2 separate regions of the Zea mays genome follow, and region 1 is linked to region 2. A link is a contact called in public Hi-C data. All regions are on one chromosome and are shown on one strand. Each heading gives the region's core, a stretch centred on a gene start, on an enhancer-like site or on the middle of the called end of the contact. The rest is flanking DNA. Distances are from core to core; before and after follow the strand shown. Region 1 has its middle 31 kb from the start of LOC100279319. Region 2 overlaps LOC100193694.

Region 1 (3,973 bases), core at 732-3,231, 300 kb after region 2:
TCTCTCTCTCTCTCTCTCTCTCTCTCTCTTTCTTGTGTTCTCTACGACTCTACCCTTAAGAGAGAGGGGTAGAGAGGAGTGAATGTGTGTGTGTGAAGAGCTAAACCATTAGTTGGGGATACCCCACTTAAGCTGACAAGTGAGTCCTAAGGGGAGGAGAGGGGAATCACATACAAACTAGTTTTATTGGCTCGATGATTGGGCAAATGGTCAATCAGTTATCGAAGGAATAATGGTTAGCTTCTTTTAATTCGTGACGGTTAGCACGTCCGATCTGAGACTCTCACCTGACCAGGGCTAGGCAGGAGGGGCGACCGCCTAGGGCCCAAGTAGCAAGAGGACCCAAAAAAATATATGTTTCTTATAATTTTTTGGATAATCATAATTTACGGTAGTTTTATATAACTTTTGCATATATTTTTTATGGTAACTCATTTGATGTTGATATTAATAATTTTATCAGTTACTGAGATTCTTCAATTCATTACATGGTAGATTGTTATCCAAATATATGTATTACATATCAGATTTTATTGACCATTACTATGATCGTAGAGTTTCTTTCCACATGTATTATAACCAATCAAGATTTAAATTATTATTTGAGGTACTAAATAAATTTAAATGAAAATGTTGTCGACTTTAAGGTTGTATTACTTTTCAAGATCTATAACTTTCATATTGATAGTTTCAAATTTCAAGCTAACCACTATTCCTTCGTTTACAACATTTAAATTTTAAATTTGAAAACTTCAAACATATTTTTCTATGGCAACATGATTTCAAATAAAAAAATGTCAATTATAAGTTTCATAACATTTCAAGACCTACAACTTTTATTTTGGTGGTTTTTCCATCCAAGGTCATTTGAAAAATTCAAATTTTAAAATTCAAACAAAATTTTGCAAGAAAAGATGGTTTTAAACCAAAATGTTGTCGACTACAAAGTTTCATAACTTTTAAGACCTACAACTTTCATTCTGGTTGTTTTTCCATTTGAGGTCGTTTTAAAAATTCGAATTTAAAATTTTTAAAATTCAGACGTAGTTTTCGTTGCTAAGGTGACTTCAAATCAAAAGGTTACCAACTATAAAATTCTATAACTTTTCAAGATATACAAATTTTATTTTAATTTTTTGGTCATTTATTCATACCACATATTAGTTTTAACATTATTCACAAATCTTATACATCTCTCCTGTAGTTTCATAAAATACGAGAGAGATACAGTTTTTATGAACAAATTTACTTTTATTTTGTCATATGAAGAAATGACAAAAATATAAATTGTACATCTTGATGAGTTATAAAAATTTGTAGCTGAAAACTTTTTCATTTGAATTAATTTACTGCTTCAAAATGTGTTTTTTAAATTGTCTTTGTCTAGTGTTGAAAAAAAACATTCGGAAACAAAACACTTTGCCGAGTGTCAAAAATAAAACACCCGACGGAGAAACTATTTGTCCAGTGTCAAAAATAAAACACTCGGCAAGCAAACCCTTTGTTGAGTGTTTTTTTGTTTGACACTTAATAAAAAACTTCTTTATCGAGTACGAAAAAAAATTCGGTAAATTATTTGGTATTCAGCAAAGAATCGAATTATGATAGTGTCCCGGTCTTCCACGGTAGACTATTGTGATCAAGGCTGCCACCGTGCATGAAAGCGATGCCGGCAAATTGATTAAATTCGATTAATCCCTACGTTCGTGCCACGACAAGTCGAATAATAACAGCATGATCGCCTTGCATGATTAATTGACTGTATAGTGTTATGTTCATTCTCGAATATTTGTCGTATAATAATTATTTTTGAACTAAATTGTGACAAATAAAAAAATAGATGGAGTATATGGTTAGCACACTATCACGAAATGGATTCATCAGCTCGATCGTAACACTAGGCACATTTCTCTTGGGCCTTGTTTGGGCAGGTCCGGTCCAGTCTCACGTGTACGAATTGGCCCACTACACAAGCCATATCGCATTTCGTTAACTACGATACGAGCCCATTACCCATGTGTCGTGTCTACGATACGAGCCTGCTCTGCTTATATATCCACGCGATTTCTTGGACGGCACGACGATGGCATGAAACAAATATCCGTCATCGAATTTGGATATGCATTTGAAAGTTACTGGAAATACTGTTCAGTTGTGTATACTTGTAACTAACATTACGTTGAACCATATCGTGAATGTTTTGTTCTGCTTGCTTGTTATTGCTCATGATATTTTCAAGACTACTACTAGATTTTAGTCTAGTGGTATACTTTATGGAAAAATATTCTATACTATCAATCATATTTAGTAAATCTATTTTTCGTGTATACTTGTTATTGCTTGTACAGTCTATTTTTTTGTGTGCACGCGTACAAAATTACCAAACACACTCACAACATCACGGGACAGACAATCTTGATACAATACGACAACAGATATATCTACACCGCTTCTTTTAGGGTTAGTTTGGCAACCCTGTTTTTTTAAGGGGTCTTCATTTTCTCTGGAAAAATACTTCATTTTTTTAGAAAAATGAGAATCGTTGCAAAAATAGAGTTATCAAACTATCTTTTATACTTTTTCTAATATAATCTACTTGATTGAAGTCAGGGGGAGAGAATAAGAAAGAGAAAAAAATATGTTTTTAGTAAAAAAAGCAAATTAAGAATAAGGTAAGAGGTTATGTTTTTTTATGATAGACTAGTCATTTTTGTTTGAAATGGATATTTTCTTTAAAGTTGATAAAATGATATATCCAAGACATTTATATTCCTTAAGAAAAATAATGTTATGCTTCATTTGGATGCCAATATTAGAGGACATGTAATTGAATTTAGTTCAATACCTAACCAAGCATGGTATTGAAATGAGATGTAATTCCAATTTTATTGTTTGGATGTCACTGAATTAGAGTTTAGAATTGTGTGGTCCAATTCCACACAATACAAAGGAGTGATATTCTATATTGGGACAGTGAGTTTCTAGTTATATAGTCCAATTCCACGGAATTGGGTCTCTAATTTCAAATCTCAATTCCATGTGCAACCAAACAATTGAATTCTGGAAAGTTGATTCCAATTCCTAATTCCGTGCTCCAATATTTTTATCCAAACATGGTATTATAAGTCTATAATACTCTTTTATGGTTGTATTAGAACTATTGATATAAATTTTAAACTATTTAGATTGTACTTAGTGGATGATTTTAACTTAATCCTTGAATTTAGGTCTTATTGTGTTACTTAATATATATATATATATAATGAATCATGATGCAAATTCTATAATTATTATATAATTATAAAATAAGTTTCATAAATTATGTATAAAAAATTTAAATGGTATACCCTTAAATAAAATCCTAGATCGACCACTAGTTTGGTTGCATGCTTGCACCAAATAAATGATTGGAGTACCCAAAAAATATTCAATTTCCTCTTAAACTCATATGCTTTGACTTGTGCTTCCCCATGTGATAGACAAGGAGCTTTTTTAAGTGTAGCCTAAAATTCAACTTGGAACATGAGGAGTATTACTCAGATGATCTAACCAACTCAGTTAGAGGCCCTTTAATAAGTTGATTTATCGGTTCGTTTATCAAAAGATAATAATAACTAGTACCACTATTAAGAAAATATTTATGTGACTAAATTTAATAAATAAACATATTATGCACCAACTCATCTAAAATAGAGTGATTTATCAAACTAAACATTTTTATAAACAGTCTAAAAATATCTAGTTATTTATAATACCAAATAAGTATAACATTTATTTTATAAATATACTTATTTAAAATGATAAATGTTGATTCGTTTTCCTATAAATTTGATCAAAAAAATTAAAATAGTTTGACGGAAAAATAATATGCATATCTTTTTCGACAAAGGCATTATCTGATTCATCTATGGTAAACTAAAACTTGAATAAGAGACACGCTGTGCATGCATGGCCAATGCTGAGGGTGGGCGCA
Region 2 (4,006 bases), core at 1,322-3,821:
GCCTTCCAATATGGTTGGATAGTCTGCATCACATCTACCTACTTCAACTCCTATTTGGGTCTGGGGCAAATGATGGATCATTGTTGAATGGAGTTGCTTTAGGAATGCAGTTCCTATTTCTGAACCTACCAACTCTGTACTATCAGTCAGGTACCTCTCTGCAGCTGTACGTTAGGCTGGTTCCAACCATATGGGTCTATATCGACCGCCCCATCAGCTTTCGATTGGCAGTGCCATCGACCATCTTCAGCCCTTATCTACCGCAGTACTCCGGTGCACAATCTTTACCTTCAACATGTAGCCACTTCAACGCTACATCAACTTTTCTTTTACAGACGTTTAGTTGACATGAAACACATTGTTTTATTAAAATAAAAATACATCCAATTACATAATAAATTAATAAAATTTTAATAAAATTTTATTATTCATGACTTAAACATAAAAATTAAAAGAAATACATAATTCATAAATAAAGTTACATAACTTAAACATAAAACCAAATTTACATAATTCATAGATAAAATCTAATTTGTAGGTTGGGTTTTAGTTTTTTTTACTTCAAATGGTTAAAAAACAGCTAGCTGACGTGGTGCACACCTGAACCAATCATAACGCGTCATGTCACTAAAGGCGTTAACGACCTGTTTGGGCTGTTATTGGCTGGATTGGGTTGGTACCTATTGAACCGTCCAATGCAGTGGTCGTTACCGATCGGGTCCGGCTCCAACGCGGTCAGTACTGACTGGTAGGAACTAGGAAGGCCCAGCGGCCGGCTGAACCGACTTGTGTTGGGGCCTGCAGCGGTCGGTAGCGTCTGGTTGTGAGACACCCTTGGCTGTTGGTTAATAGATCTTTGTAGACATTCATTTGTTCTCATGCAATTCCTGTTGGTTTCATACTTGTTATGTGGCAACACCCATTACATTATAATTCTGTGCAATTTCAGAGGTGATCACTTGTGCGGAGTTCCATCCAACTCACTGTAATACACTAGCATATAGTAGCTCAAAGGGTACTATTCGGCTTATTGATCTGCGACAGTCAGCACTGTGTGACAACCATGCTAAACTGTTAGTAACCCCCCTTGAACTTCAGTAACATTATTGTTGATTAGAAGGCAATGCTTAGATTTTATCATTTCTAATGGCTACAAACATTTTAAGTTTATTTATTGGTCATGGTCTTATCTGGTTTAACTGGGGCATCTTGTTCAGATTTGAGGAGCATGAAGCACCTGGATCAAGATCCTTTTTTACAGAGATAATAGCATCAGTTTCAGATATAAAATTTGCAAGGGATGGAAGACACATTCTTAGTCGTGATTATATGACACTCAAGGTTTGCAACAGACCTATCTATCCCGTTACTGAATTTATATTTCTTTTACTCTGTATGATTTGTGCACGAGATATCAATTTTATTACCAGAAAAATCGTCGTTTTTCTCTATCCAGGTCTTGAGGCATTGAGTTCATCTTTCAATGTTATAAATAATCTGTGTGACGTCATTGAGTTCTGATCACTGCACCAAGCCTACCCTTTTTATTGGTCCATCAGATATTTAAATAATTTCACTTAGACTTTGAGGATCAAGGAACTTTTGGTGCTCTGCCCTTTTGTGATAAATATGTTTATCTGCTAGAAATAATTTTAGTTAACCGTTTTTGTTTCTCCAGTTGTGGGATCTAAACATGGATTCAGGCCCAGTTGCAACTTTTCAGGTTCATGAATACTTACGTCCTAAGGTGAATTTTCTTATCATCTGAATGAGAATGAAAGAGCCGTATCAATATCTGCTGTAATCTGATAGCGTGGGTAACATCTTTTGCAGCTTTGTGATTTATACGAGAACGATTCAATTTTTGACAAATTTGAGTGCTGCCTCAGCGGCGATGGACTCCATGTTGCAACTGGTTCTTATAGGTATATCCTTATCCTCGCACTATGAGCTGTGAGAATTGCTAGCTGTTGGGTTCATTTAACACCTCTGTATGTTAACTCATCTCGTGGCATCGTAATTGCAGTAATTTGTTTCGTGTTTTTGGTTGTTCTCCTGAAAGCGTGGAGGCATCAACGTTGGAAGCCAGCAGAAATCCCATGAGGTCCGTCAAATGTTGGGATTACCATTAGTGTGCATATTGTTAAGTGGGTTAAGTTATAATCTACCTGAATATAGAGTATATTTTTTTGAACATGATTCATGAGCCCCTTACTCGCTAATTAACTAAGTTTCTGCTCCAAGTGAGTTTAGTACTCCCTCCGTTCTTTTTTATTTGTCGCGTTTTAGTTTAAAAATGAACTAGCGGGCGGCAAATATTCGAGAACGGAGATAGTATTTAATACAATAATACAACACAACGACAACGAAGCCTTTTATGTTTCTTTTTTTTTCCTTCTATTTTGGAGCTACGTACCATAGAAACAACATGCACTCTACTTGCAAACTACTTTTCCAAGCGTGGCTAAACTTGTACTATTTAACCATTGGAATTGCGGAAACCCATACAGGCGACAGGTTGCTGATCCAGCAAGGCCTGCACGGACTCTGACCGGTGCTGTGAGGAGAGGTCAGTACCCCTCCTGCGCTACCAGACCACGCCCTTCTGGTGGAAAAAAAAATCCAGCCGCCTTGGTTCGGTCCTGATCAGTTAAGCTCACCGTGCAGGTGGAGAGAACACAAGCGTTGACGCCAGCGGAAACTCTTGCGACCTCTCAACAAAGCTGCTCCATCTTGCGTGGCACCCAACTGAGAACTCCATCGCGTGCGCTGCCGCAAACAGCTTGTACATGTACTACGCATAGGGGAACGTGCTAGAGAGAACTGGTACAGTAGTGCTTTTTTTTTGCTTGTTTGCTTGCTTGAAGTGAAAGGCGTGGTCTTTCACACGTTCAAGGATCCAGGCGCAGGAAACTGTTGTCGGTTCGATGGCTGGGGAGCCCCCGAAAAGCGGCAGTCGGTGATTCCACAAGATCAGTCCTGGCACAAGCTGACTTCCTCCTCGGGATTTTCCTTGGTGGATGTGAAGCTGAAGCATGTGTTACTGGTTTATTATTACCGAAGCTTTTTGGCACCCAAGGTATGACGACGGCTGTAGCTGCCTGCCTTGTAGCGAAATTGGCTGCGGAAGGATAAAAGGAAGCGGTAAGAAGACAGACAGACAGGTCACAGGAATACCTGCTCACGTATCACAAAGGCTGTAAGATTTTTCCCCCCTTCTCTTTTACGACGTGTAATGCAACCTAGTCAGAGCTAACCATCAGTTGTCGTGAACTCTGATAGTTTCTGTCATAGATACTGTAGATTTTATCTATGCAGCTGCTGTTGTATTCATTAGATTGTTCGGATAAGTGTACCAGTGGGCTGTGATTTGCTGGTTGTGGCCGTGATGTGGCTACGCGGAGGAATTCGACCGAAGTTAAATCTCTTTCTATTTAAAATTAAATATAAAAGGATGTAACCCAACAAGAAGGCCTCGCAGGTTCCACTCTTCTAATAATGACAACATGAAAGCTTTTGCTGACATCTATTCCTTTTGTTATTATGGTGAAAATGTGCTGTTAAATGATGTGCCCAATTCGTAATAATCTATACTATCTATTAAGAGGCTAATATAGACCTGATTCGTGCCCTTGCCCTCTGCGTACATGCAAGCCTCGCCAGCGCATGCAACTAAAGCTGCGCAATCGTGCATGCAAATGCCACCACTACATACAAAGCCTGCATGTGCATAAGCGTGAATGCAAAGCCGAATGCAACTAAAGCTGCGTAACCATGCATGCAAATGCCACCACTACATGCAAGCCTGCTGCGCATGTGAGTGACAAAGCATGTGTTTGATACCCTATAGAAATTATATGTTAAAAATAAATGCGCTAAACAACACATGTGTTTGGACAATTTCAAGAAACTAAACGGTAAAAATAAGATAAAATATATGTAAATGTAAATAGGATTTGAACCATGGTTATTTGCTTTAAACTCACGATCACATCTGCCTAGCCAC

What was found. Hi-C and Micro-C count contacts between places; a contact is called where the count stands out from the background.
Region 1: a Hi-C map of tassel shows a contact between it and region 2, with 1.9 times the contacts expected there. The contact joins two enhancer-like sites. A contact is called at or near these places in 2 of 25 Hi-C or Micro-C datasets (ear and tassel).

Annotation. Positions count from the first base shown.
Region 1 is chr4:238,229,145-238,233,117 of Zm-B73-REFERENCE-NAM-5.0, forward strand. No RefSeq gene overlaps it. Among protein-coding and RNA genes, the nearest start is that of LOC100279319, 31 kb to the right of the region's middle. Within about 2 kb of position 1,982, at least 17 of the 20 cell types and tissues checked have an H3K27ac peak or open chromatin away from gene starts, as enhancers often do. A contact at or near this core is called in ear and tassel, where this site is marked.
Region 2 is chr4:237,927,315-237,931,320 of Zm-B73-REFERENCE-NAM-5.0, forward strand. LOC100193694 reads left to right here. Exons shown (of 15, transcript NM_001358863.1): 8 at 950-1,073; 9 at 1,218-1,341; 10 at 1,679-1,747; 11 at 1,834-1,925; 12 at 2,027-2,104; 13 at 2,511-2,569; 14 at 2,668-2,826; 15 at 2,904-3,384. The coding sequence ends at 2,804. Among protein-coding and RNA genes, the nearest start is that of LOC100193694, 8.1 kb to the left of the region's middle. Within about 2 kb of position 2,572, at least 9 of the 20 cell types and tissues checked have an H3K27ac peak or open chromatin away from gene starts, as enhancers often do. A contact at or near this core is called in ear and tassel, where this site is marked.